Regions from separate parts of the Mus musculus genome. Here all the other regions are linked to region 4. Evidence: chromatin contacts called from public Hi-C and HiChIP or PLAC-seq data. All regions are on one chromosome and are shown on one strand. The core of a region is the stretch at or near the end of the contact, and the rest is flanking DNA. Distances in the headings are between cores, read along the strand shown.

Region 1 (2,700 bases), core at 43-2,542, 640 kb after region 4:
GGTGGGGTGGGGGTTGGGGGGAGCATTCTATGAAAACTTCCCAGCAGACCCTCCACCCCCATCCTTCCTCCCCCGGAGGGCAAATCAGACACCCAGATCCAGTTGGGTAAGCGGAGAAAGTGGGAACAAAGGGAAAGAAAGTCATTTCCTGTCAAGAGGAAGGAAGGAGGCTGAGAGCCGGCCAGCCAGCCAGCCAGGGCCGGCCTTAGGCTGCAGCCCCTGGGAGGGGATGTGCTGGCGGCCTCGATAACTCTTTGCCCGCACTCTAAAGCCACCTCCGAGTCATTTCTAAGCATTGCTCTTTCACACAGACCAATAAGCAATCTAAGTTGAGGACTAGAATTAAACTTTGCTGAAAGTGGAAGAGTGAATGTCCCCCCACTCACTCCCACAAGACACCTTGCGATCTCAGAAGGCTAAGGGCCTCTCTCATCCTCTTTCCTAGACCAGAGAAAGGAAGAGGCGCAGAAGTCAGATCTCCTCAGGCTACCGGTCTTTTGTACTGGGCGACCTTGACGCGGTCACTCAACCTCTCTGGGCTCGCTTTCTATTCATAAAGAGAATAGAAGTCTGCCCTGGAGGGTGGCTGGGGAGGCCAGCTGGTCGTTCAGCCCCAGGGGGGAAGAAGGAGCCCTGCGGCTGGAGGACAGTGATCTCCATTGTTAAAAGCTGGAATCTGGGCGCTGCCCAGCCTCTCCCCCTGGGACCTCAGGTCTGGCCTGGAGATGGGGGAGTAGTTGCACTCACTTTGGGGATCGCCCACTTCCACACCCCGCCAAGCCAGGCGAGGAGACCCCAGGACCCTCCTTTCCCTCTCCAGACTGGAGCTGGAAACAGGGTCCGGGAGGGGCAAAAGAACTCGGGAACTCTGCTCCCTGGCACAGCAGCAGAGCGGGACAGTTGGCCGGGTCACCGCAGTGACTATAATTCGATCCATATGCGGGACGCTATCCTCTTTGTGCGGGAGCCTCTGCCCTGCTCAACCCGTCCCAATCAAGAGCCAGGAGATGACCCCTGTGCCGTCCCCGCACAGCCTCCCAGAGTCCCCAATGGCTGAGATCCTGGGACACACAGGGACAAGACACAGTACCCGCCCCGAGCCCCCCAACCGCGCCGAGCTGGGTTCAGTACGGTGGCCGAGAGTTGCCCATGTGGCCACCTGAAGTTGACCCTGCCCGGGGAGCACAGCCAGGACCCCCACGCCGCACCCGCTTACCTGCCGCGCTCCCCACGCCCGGCCTCCGCCGGCGCTGCGCCTCCGCCCCTTGCTCCCGCCCCAGCCTCCCTCCGCCCGCCGCCCCGCGCGCGCCTTACCATAAAAGGTGACGCTCGGGGAGGGGGCGCTGGCTCGCCCTACCTGCCCCCCCACCTGTGGCCGCGCCCCCTCCCTTTGTTCCCACCACTCCTCCCCTTCCCTGTGGCTCCTCCTCCGCTGCCCACCCCCACGGTGCACCGGGGAGGGGCGGGGCGGGCTGGGGAGTGGGATCCTTAGCCAACCTCGCTCTAGGTCACCTGGATGAGAGGCTCCACCTGCCCCAATTGGTGGAGAGGGGTACTTGTAGCCAGACTGACTCTGAAATCCTTCAGGGTCATAAGTTAGGCTAGACGCATGACCTGGACTGTCAACCCCGTTTTCTTAAGCCTCAATCTTTAATTCCTAAAATGGGGTCCGCACAGCCCACCTCTGCAACGTGGCCTAGAGTTAAAGCGATAATGCTAACATATACTGGAGTTGCGGGGCTTATTCAAAGGATGCCTGGGGTAGGGTTTTCAGACACCCCAGCGAAGCAAGTCACCTGGATCTGCTGTCCTGGGCTGTCACTGCCTGTGTGAGCCTATGAATCCTTCTACAAGTGGGTCTCAGGTCCTGTAGTGGAAAGAGGCCCTTACAGGAGACAGGGGAAACAATCAGGTCACCTGTTTGCTTTCCGGCCCTGTTACTGGCCCCTGAAGAAGCAGAGCACAGGGCCCTGCGGCCTGGGTTGGGGCTGCTCTGGACAGCTCAGGTCCCTAGAGACCTGAAGACATTGCAGGGGAAAGGAATCTAGGTCTGATTCCCAGGCAAGCCGATTGTTCTTTCGATTAGAGGCACAATGGGGGACTGGGCAGGGGAGAGCTGGACCCAGAGTCATGGGGGGGGGGTAACTAGGAAGGATTAGGTCCCCTTCTGCAGCCCTCCTCGCCCCCCCCCCCCACATACAACAGCTCCTCGAGGTGGTCCTTGTATTGCTGCAGAAGAGAGGTGTCAGAGTGGGGTGTCTGGGTGCTCAGCTCCATCCTCCGCCTCCCCACTAAGCCCCACCCCCTTAATGGCCTCCCCAGTCTTTGCCATTAGATTTTTCCATTTGATTCTACCCGCCAGTGTGGAGTCACAACGACGACAGTAACTGCTGTTTCTAGAGACTTCCCTTGTGTCCCTTTCAAACCTTTCATCTAACCCTTCCAGACTCTACTCCAGGGCTGATAGGTCCCACCCCACAGACCAGACACTGAAGCCGGCGAGGACCGAGGCTTGTGCAATGGGCACTGGACAAGGCTAGATTCAAGCCAGACCGGAGAGTGCCCCTTAGGCACCCGGATCTGCTAGTCCCAGAGGCTGGATTGCTGCCACCATCCCCAGATGAGAGCCAAGGACAGAACCCAGTATTATGCTGAGGCTACCGGTGCCCAGGGGCCCCTTGGGTGCGTTCCCAACCTGGC
Region 2 (3,052 bases), core at 101-2,600, 580 kb after region 4:
AAAAAACAAAACAAAACAAAAATGGTAAAGGATATTTCTAAAAATCCTAGTTATTCAACAATGTAATCCCCCCAAAATTTTTTTTAATGTTTTAGGACACTTTAAAAAAACCAACTCAGTATTTGCTTTATTTTCCTACTGGTGGAAAAATGATTTGAAAGACCCTATTAAATATAATTTCTGTTCAGAGAAACGTGCGGCAGGGATTCTCCAAATTTACAGACTGTATGACTCAGTGTTCATTTGCAACCCGTGTATTACAGCTTTGCTAGAATTCTACCTCTAGCCTGGCTTTCCACACTAATGGTTCCGGGAGGAACCGGTCACCAGCTCATGGTTCCCACCGGGAAGGCGGATCCGGCTCCGCCCAGAGCCCGGGCGGGTGACCTCACAGAGGTCAAGGGCGCTCACACACCTGCAGGCCGCTCCGCCACCCCCACGCCACCCCACGCCGGGGAGCAGCAGGGCCAAGGGCAGCCTGGGGTCTCCCCGACGTGGGGCTGTCACAACCAGCGTGCTTTCTTCACGGAGACTCCTGGCTCACACTCCGCCCCACACTAATAACCCGAGAGGCAATTTCTCTGGCTGCCCTTCAAACTCTGGGTTCACATAGGTGGGCTCCATGACAAGTGGGGTTTTGGGTTTCTTAGTTTCCCCGCCCCCCACCCCCAGGAACCCACAGCCCTGACAGTCCTTTCCACTACACTTCTTGGGAAGTGCGATCGCGGTCACTGTGGTCACCGCGGCGCAAGCCCACGGCGAAGGGAACCCGAGCGGCCCGGCGAGCTCCGTCTGCACACGCGGCCCGCCAGCAAGGGCACCTTCGCCTCCGCTTTCCAGGCGAGAACAATGCGGCAGCCCAACACCCGGGGCCTGCAGGGTCTCCAGGTCCATCGGGAAACTCTCAAACGTGGATCGGGAGAGGGTGGGCAAGACGACCCCACTGCCTCGGCTTTGTCCGGCCTGCCTCCAAGCCGGAGGGACCCGTTTTCGAGACTGGGGGGGGGGGGAGGGGGGGTTGAGAAAGGAGGACAGGACAAGAAGGTCCTCAGATCCACTTCTCATCACACAGGCAACGCGGAAAAAAAAAAAAATGCACGGCGCCGAACTGCGCACGCGCGCGGCAAGGCCACCCATTTCTCTCCCTCCTCCCAGCCCCTCCAAGGAACGCGAGGTCGCCCGAGTGCGCTTGCGCTCGCCGCGGAGGGAAACGTTGGAGGGGGAGGCAACCTTTCCATTGTGAGAGAGCACCGCCCCCGCGGACCCGCGCGCGCCCGCGCCACTCTCACAGTCTCCCGGGCGCGCGCCTGGGCCGCGGCCCGCCGCCGCCAGGCGCATGCGCGGGGTGGGATGACAGTGAAGGGTGGAGAAGGCCGCGGAGCTCGCCGCCGCTGCTGGCCGAGCTACCCTGAGAAGTTTCTGGAAAGAGGGCTACAAAGGGAACCTGAGGGGATGAATGGAAAGCGAGCCATTTTCTGAGAGAAGACAGCGAAAAGTCCCAACAAAAAGTACACGGCCTTAGCCGAGCCCACGACCGACGACACACTCCCATCCAAGGAGGAAGCGTGGGGACAAGGGAGCGGACTGGGAGACGCGGAATGGCGGGGACATTGAAAAGATGGAGGCGCAGCCGCCGGGGCTTGGGAGTGGCAGGGAGGCGCTAGGTCAGGGGTCCCCGAACCCCGTCCTCCTTAGCTCCGCTCCCGTGTGCGCTCTGACCTGCCCGTCTACACTCGGGGGGCCCCCGGGGTTCACGGGGATGTGACGCGCACACGCGCGCGAGCTCATGGACAGCGTGGGAAGGAACCCCGGCCGCGCGCGGGGACAGCGTCCCCACGCCACGGCCCGCCCGGCTGCCATTTTGTAGCGCGGCCGCCATTTTGCGCGGCCCGGGGGCGGGGGAGGGGCTCGGGGCGCGGCCCCGCGGCTCGCGATGGGCGTGGCCGGCGGCGGGCGCGGCCCCGGCCCCCTTTGTTCTCCGCCTGGGGGTCGCGAGGCCCCTCGGGCTCTGCAGCCGCCGCCGGCGCCGCAGCAGCAGCAGCGTGTGAACCGGGAGAGGCAGCCCCAGGGCGTGCGGGATCCGGGAGCCCATCGGAAGCGGGGTGTGTCCCCCCGTGCGAGGGATGACATCCTGCGTGGGGAAACTTAAATCGCCGCCGTGGGAAGCGGCTTACGGGCGAACCGGGCTCGGCATCCTCCACCTCTGCAAACAAAGTCAAGTTCGGTCCCGAAAGCAACAAAGGTGCCGAAACTCCGCGGAACCTAGCACCAGGAGGCGGGGCTCGTGCAGCCCACGAGGTGGAGGAGCGCTGAGAGCTCGGCTTCCATTGGCTGGCCCTCGGAGCACAAGGCTTTCAGGGCCCATTCTCCCTGACCCAGAAGCCTGAACAATAAATATGCTGTGATGGCTTTCTTCTGTCGATTTAACTTCCACTTATTTTCAAAAAGCTATGAGTTTATTAAAAATAAATAATAAAATACGTGCCTGACATCCATCGCCCTTTCACTTTCCGAAAAAGCAAATGTCTTCTTGAGGAATATTTAAAAATGCGAATCTTAGTTGTGTGTAATGCTGAAAATTCTGGCACTATTTCGCAAACCCAGAAAACTTGAAAAACGCTGCTAAATTTGACTTCCAGCTTTTGTGCAGTTTTCTTCCCCCTAATGGTTGACGTGGTTTTTCTTCACAAAAGCCTGGTATCATAAAGGAACCAGCCCGTCCTGACTCATCTATTTGTGTCTTGGCTACAGTAAACCTCTTTTTTTGTCTTCTCACTATGTGTAATTATGGCGACTGCTTATGTTTTCTGTAATAGTGGGGTAAAGCTTATGATGACAGACTGAAAAGGTCAAAACATGTTGAAGGAACCAATCGGGATTTTGATGACTGCCAGATGAGAGAAATTTAGCAGAAGCGTTTCGATTTCAAATTTCATGAATAGGTGGGCTTGGTAGTTATAAAACTGTATACTGTGTCTTTAAGATTACATAAATAGTCTGAAACCTTTAGTAGTGATTACTTAAAATATGTTGTGTTCACCATGTTTTCTTG
Region 3 (2,788 bases), core at 64-2,563, 830 kb after region 4:
AAATTCACCTCAGCTGCTCCTCCCGAGTGTACATCCTATTTTATGGAAGGAAATGTTGACTGATGCCCAAATCAGGAAACAAGTGTAATATTATCGTTTGACATATTCCAAGGTGGATTCTTGGCTATGAGTCTATTCTGGTTCTGGTCACGCTGTGAGATCCCTGACACATGTCTACAGCTGTCATCAAGGAATAACTATATCCCTGTCAGGAATGTGGCATAAGGCTAGCAGAGAGAATAGCGTAAGGGGCTAGCACAATGCCCAATTACTTTTTTAAAAATGTGTTTAATTAGTTAATGCATATATGAGCACTCTGTCTTCATGCACAGAGGGAATCAGATCCCATTACAGATGGTTGTAAACCACTATGTGGTGGCTGGGATTTGAACTCAGGACCTCTGGAAGAACAGCTGGTCCTCTTTACCCTGAACCATCCATCTCTTCAGACCTTGTTCAATTACTTTTTTTAAAGATTTATTTATTTATTACATGTAAGTACACTGTAGCTGTCTTCAGACATCAGAAGAGGGTGTCATTTCTCAATACAGATGGTTGTTGAACCACCATGTGGTTGCTGGGATTTGAACTCATGACCTTCAGAATAGCAGTTGGTGTTCTTAACCGCTGAGCCATCTCTCCAGTTATTTCAATTACTTTTTAAGTCGTGGAAATAAGTGGTACAAAACTGAGAGAACATAGGATTAGATTCCTGGCAGTTTCTCTGGGGGAGGTGCTGAGGAGGGAAAGAGAGCGAGATCTAACCAATGAGCTTGGTTAGATTGAGGGCACGATAGCCCTGAAACAGCAGGCAGCAAGAGGTTTACTAGCCGCAGCGTTAGAAAGCCACAGCCAGCAAGGGACTTGAAAGATCTAGGACAAATGTCTAGGCGTGGTTTTCTTCCCTTTTCTCTCGTGATCCTTTGAGTATCTGTAGAAGTAGGGTCATTGTGAATTTTGGTAGAGCAATCGCCATGCGAGGGGAAAAGTTACAACTACCGCTAAGCAGAACCAGCAAATGGGAGCAAGATAGCAAGGCAACCACAAGGCCTGGAACCCTAGGGGAGAGTCTGGGATGCAAAGGAGGGCTTCGGGGCGGGGCGAAGGAACTCGGTAGGGCGGGATTGCTGGTCTACGAGGCGAGGAGGGGCGAGTCCTAGGGGAGAAGCGTTATCATGTGAGGCAGGTCTTAGTCCGTACGGCGAAGTGATGGGGCGGAGCTTGAATGCAGCGCCAGTGGGCGTGGCGAAGCAGCGCGGTCGTAGGGCGTGGCGAAGGGGCGGGGCCTGAGAGCGCGGCGTTGAGGGAGGTGTTGGGGGCTGGTGGTGGGGTGAGCGGCCGTGGGAGCTGTTTTGATTGCGGAGGTGGAGCCCAGTGAGCGCGAGTCACAGGCCGCGGGGCGGGGCGGGGCGGGGCGGAGCGGAGCCCAGTGGACCGGGTGACCGCTGGCCGGAGCGGGATCCCTGGAGGCGCTATGTGGGGGCGGGGCGTGGGCGCCGGGGCGGAACCCGAGGGCCGGAAGCGGACAGAACCCGGGGTCCCGCAATCGGCTCGCCATGGACGAGGCGGACCGGCAGCTCCTGCGGCGATGCAGGGTGCGCCTAGTGAGCGAGCTGCAAGTCGCGGAGCTCTGGGACGCTCTGCTGAGTCGAGAGCTCTTCACGCGCGACATGATCGAGGATATTCAGGTGCGCCCCGCCTCCTTGTGTCCGCCCTCTTTTTCCCGCGGCGCAGATAGGGACTGGGAGGTCGCTGAGAGGTTCTCTGAAGCCACTACGGAGCTCCTGCCCTTTTTTTCCGCTTTGCACCCTGTGCAATCCACGCCCTGGGAAACCATGGTGTGGGAACTCCATTTTTAAAACCTTCCCCAGTACTGCCCTCTTAGTTCGCCACAAGAATAAAATAGAAGAACCCATGCTCCTCTTTTGTGGAGTGTTTGTTAAAAGCGGTCTGTAATCTGCACCGTTTGAACTTTTATGATTTTTCTCTTCTCTAGTATAAGGGCCCTAGACACCCACTTTAGCCTTATACTGGCACATTGTACCAGTCACTTCCCGTTTTTGAATCTCAGTTTCTAGGGCTGTGAAATGGAACGGTGGTCATCCTGTCCTAGGACAAGGACATAGAATCAGGATCTGTCTTTTTTGGCTGGGCTTTTATCAAGTGCATGTTTTATAAAGGAGTTCAGAAAAGAAGGAATTTGATGCAGGTAATGCAGAAGAATAAAATCAAACATTTGATTTTTTTTAATCCACTTTCGCCCACTTAAACCTAGAGCATGAGTCACAATGTTGATGGCTTGTGTAAAGGGGTGTATTGAATTTCTACGCTATATGGATTACTGTGTGAGTGGAATTATTCTGGATCAAAATATAATGGTGGCAGTATTATTTTCATTGTACTAGAGTTCAATTTTAGCTTGATAAAATTCTGTATTACACAAGGGAAAAGGTCAACTTGTTCAAAGTCTAAAGATGAGTATGAAAATTACAGAGAAAACAGGATAGCTGTATGCATAAATGCATCTTCTATTGGAAGATACAGAGTAAAAACTCTTAAAGGACTCTAAAAAGAGAAAAAAAAAACCACTTTAGCATCTTTGTTCCAGTTGATGCCTCACCACAGGTCTGAAAAGGGAATATTTCTTTCTGAGAGGATATGAGTGCCAGGCCCTGGGGGACTGTCTACAAGGCTGTCTCCAGCATCTGTATTGGAACGTGGCTTGGTCCAGTGAAGGAGATAGAAGAAAGTGGTGTAGAGTCATGTGGTTAGCTGCCAAATAATAACA
Region 4 (2,858 bases), core at 357-2,856:
TAGAAATACTGCCTGTTGACACCCTGGAGGAGTTACAAAGAAAATGACAGCCTTCCTACAACCTTGGCCGATTTGGGTGGCCCTGATGGTGGTCCCTTGGGTAGTCTAGAAGAACCTACCCAGTGCTGAGCCAGGGCCCCTGAGAAGCCAAGGCCACCTTACCATCTGTTGCGCAAGACAACCACACCAGTCATAGAATCTTAACTCAGCTGCCACAACCCCTAGTGATTCAGGCAAGGACGCTATAAGTCAAAAAGTGGCGAAGGACTTGTCAATGGTCACATGGCCTTGAGGGGGCGATCAAGGTAACCCCCAGGGGTTCAGGCCTCTCCACACCCCCTTTAATGAGGCTACCTGGCAGAGAAGCCAGATTCAGGGTGAGTTCCCAGAAACTTGGCCCCATCTAGCCATTCCTCCTGTCATGGTAATTTCTCCAGTGTCTTCTAAAAGAGCCAGCGTGAGGAAACCCAAGACTATAAACAGTGCCCTCCTCTGCCAAAGGTGAGCGGAAAGAAATCAAATCCTTCCTCTGGTAACAAGGACCAGCAAAGTCACTGGGTGCCCCAAGAGACCAAGTGACTTGGGATACCAAGATCACGCCTGCCCAAGGTGGTCAAATCCCCAGTCAGAGGGTGGGGGGCTCTGAGAGAACCCATAAAAGGTGTCAGAAAGGCTGGACAGTGGTGGCGCATGCCTTTAATCCCAGCACTTGGAAGGCAAAGGCAGGCGGATTTCTGAGTTCAAGTCCAGTCTGGTCTACAAAGTGAGTTCCAGGACAGTCAGGGCTACACAGAGAAACCCTGTCTAGAAGTGCCAGAAAAAAAAAGCAGCTCAGGTGACTAAGGAAACTGACGAAATCTGAGGACACAGGTCGGTTAGTAGAAGGCTTGTTCAGCACACACAGGCATGGTGGCACACAGCTGTAATCCCAGCTCTCTGCAGTTCTTTACCTGTAGGAAGATCTGAAGTTGGGGACAGTGGACAGCCTGTGGGTCCTTGGTGGACAGCCTATAAGCTACATCACCCATCTTTCCTATTGTCATCTTCCTTGGGGTTAGAGAGGAATTAGGTGAGCAGCTCGCTCACTTACCACAGCATTCCAGAGGCTGGCACCAGCCACATACTAGGTACCCTTTCTGGCTGCTTTGGTTTTGGTTTTGTGTGTTTTGAGGCAGGGTCTCAAGTATCCCAGATGGACTCGACCTCATTAAGTAGCGGAGGGTGAGCTTGGTTCTCCTACTGTCTCCATATGCCGGGCATGCAACTTCTGTACCGACGTGACGTTCATCTTTTGATCACTTCAGTCACTTAACAAGTGTCCCAATCAGGTAGGGACTGACAGGTTCTCTAGATTTAGCACAAAGCTGACCAGACAAGAGTCACAGGTGATTGACAGACACCACTGCAAGTAGAGAAGGGTTAAAAATCACAGCCACCAGCAGAATAGGAAAGCCCCGCCCTCCTGGCCTCTGCCCCGCCCCTCCACGCTACCCTTCCCTCTCCCGCCCCTCAGACTCCAGAGGTCACCTTAGGAACATAGGAAGCCCAGTGGGCATGCGCCCTACGGGCCGCTGCTGCACACACGCACTTCCTGTACATTGGCTCGGAGAAACCGGAAGCGGCCTTCCACTCGTTGGCGCTTAGGCGGCTAGCGGTCCTCAGGGTGAGAGGCCGGCTTCCCACCGCGGTGTTCGACGGGATGCCGGAGGGGAAGGGGTGGGGCTGACGTCAGGAGCCAAAATGGCGGCGACGGTCGGGGTCTCCTTGAAGCGCGGCTTCCCGGCTGCCGTTCTCGGCAGAGTCGGCCTGCAGGTGAGCCCGGGAGCCGTGGTTCAGTGGGGAGCCGTGCCCGTCACCGAGGCTGCCTGGGTAGAGAGGCCGCGGAGAGGCGGAAGGAGCCCGGGTCCAGGCCTCGGGGGAGGACTTAACCCGGCATCCTGCTCTTGAGCATCCTTTCAGACAGCCATTCCGCGCTTCTCCATCACCGGAGAGAGAGGCGCGGCCGGGAGGAGGTTGGAAGAGAGAACAGAAAGACAGAGGTCTGGGAGGAGGACAGGGAGAGGTCAAGGTCATAGGATGAGCGACCTGTGGTCGGGACCCAGAATCAAATCCTGCTAGTTGTACTCCGCCAGGCTTGTGTGAAAGGGAGGCCTGCGGGGTGTCTGGGGTGGGACCCGGGAGGCCAGGTCGCACCTCCAGGTTAGGCTGGTCTGGATCGGTCAGGTCGGAGGGCGGTGGACTCTGCAAGGCAATGCACTTGACCCGCAGAGGAAGGGAGACATGAAAGAAAGCGACCCCGACCCCTTGAAAGATCCGTACTGTGGAAGTCTGCAGGCAAGACCCGGTTCCCTGAAGCGTGCTTATTCAGGGGTGTGTAGCGGCACTGATCTCATACCGCTGGCATGGGATGACAGGCAGAGCCTGGAGCTGCTTTTGTTAATAATTCTGTAGTAGCTCTGTCATAGGTCTCCCCACACGCCCTGTATCCTCGGGAGCTGCACAGTAGAAGCATTTAGAAAGGCGAGAAAAACTGCCTCTCCTTACTTTACAGATACCATTCAGTCCTCCTCTGGGCTTCTGGATAGTCCTTCACAGGCGGACAACAGGAACTCCCATTTTGTTTTGGGGGGTTTTGTTGGTTTTTTTTTTTTTTTTTTTTAGATTTGTGTGTGTGTGTATGAGTGTGTGCTTTCATGTATATGCACCATGTGCCCGTGGAGAAAAGAGAGCTGTATTTCCTGAACTGGAGTCACAGGTGGTTATCAGCCGCCATATGCGTGCAGGGAACTGAACTCTGCTCCTTCCAAAGTGCTAAGATGAATCTCCACCCTGTGATAATTTTAGTGTTGTTTTGGTTA

The links. A called contact is a pair of places that touch in the nucleus more often than the background predicts. HiChIP or PLAC-seq counts read pairs in DNA pulled down with a chosen protein or histone mark.
Region 1: a contact with region 4 is called in an H3K27ac HiChIP or PLAC-seq map of microglia, with 4 times the contacts expected there. The contact joins the promoter of Fblim1 here to the promoter of Sdhb in region 4. A contact is called at or near these places in 1 of 484 Hi-C or Micro-C datasets (embryonic stem cells) and 2 of 115 datasets of contacts at active chromatin or transcription factors (bone marrow-derived macrophages and microglia).
Region 2: a Hi-C map of CD4 T cells shows a contact between it and region 4, with 3 times the contacts expected there. The contact joins the promoter of B330016D10Rik here to the promoter of Sdhb in region 4. A contact is called at or near these places in 1 of 484 Hi-C or Micro-C datasets (CD4 T cells) and 1 of 115 datasets of contacts at active chromatin or transcription factors (memory CD8 T cells).
Region 3: a contact with region 4 is called in a Hi-C map of CD8 T cells, with 4 times the contacts expected there. The contact joins the promoter of Casp9 here to the promoter of Sdhb in region 4. A contact is called at or near these places in 3 of 484 Hi-C or Micro-C datasets (CD4 T cells, CD8 T cells and rod photoreceptor) and 1 of 9 other capture datasets (liver).

Annotation. Positions count from the first base shown.
Region 1 is chr4:141,598,632-141,601,331 of GRCm38.p6, forward strand. Fblim1 (filamin binding LIM protein 1) reads right to left here and starts at 1,293. Exons shown (of 9, transcript NM_001163256.1): 1 at 1,217-1,293.
Region 2 is chr4:141,544,812-141,547,863 of GRCm38.p6, forward strand. B330016D10Rik (RIKEN cDNA B330016D10 gene) reads left to right here and starts at 1,351. Exons shown (of 1, transcript NR_030695.1): 1 at 1,351-3,052.
Region 3 is chr4:141,792,299-141,795,086 of GRCm38.p6, forward strand. Casp9 (caspase 9) reads left to right here and starts at 1,314. Exons shown (of 9, transcript NM_015733.5): 1 at 1,314-1,688. The coding sequence starts at 1,557.
Region 4 is chr4:140,959,665-140,962,522 of GRCm38.p6, forward strand. Sdhb (succinate dehydrogenase complex, subunit B, iron sulfur (Ip)) reads left to right here and starts at 1,607. Exons shown (of 8, transcript NM_023374.4): 1 at 1,607-1,812. The coding sequence starts at 1,741.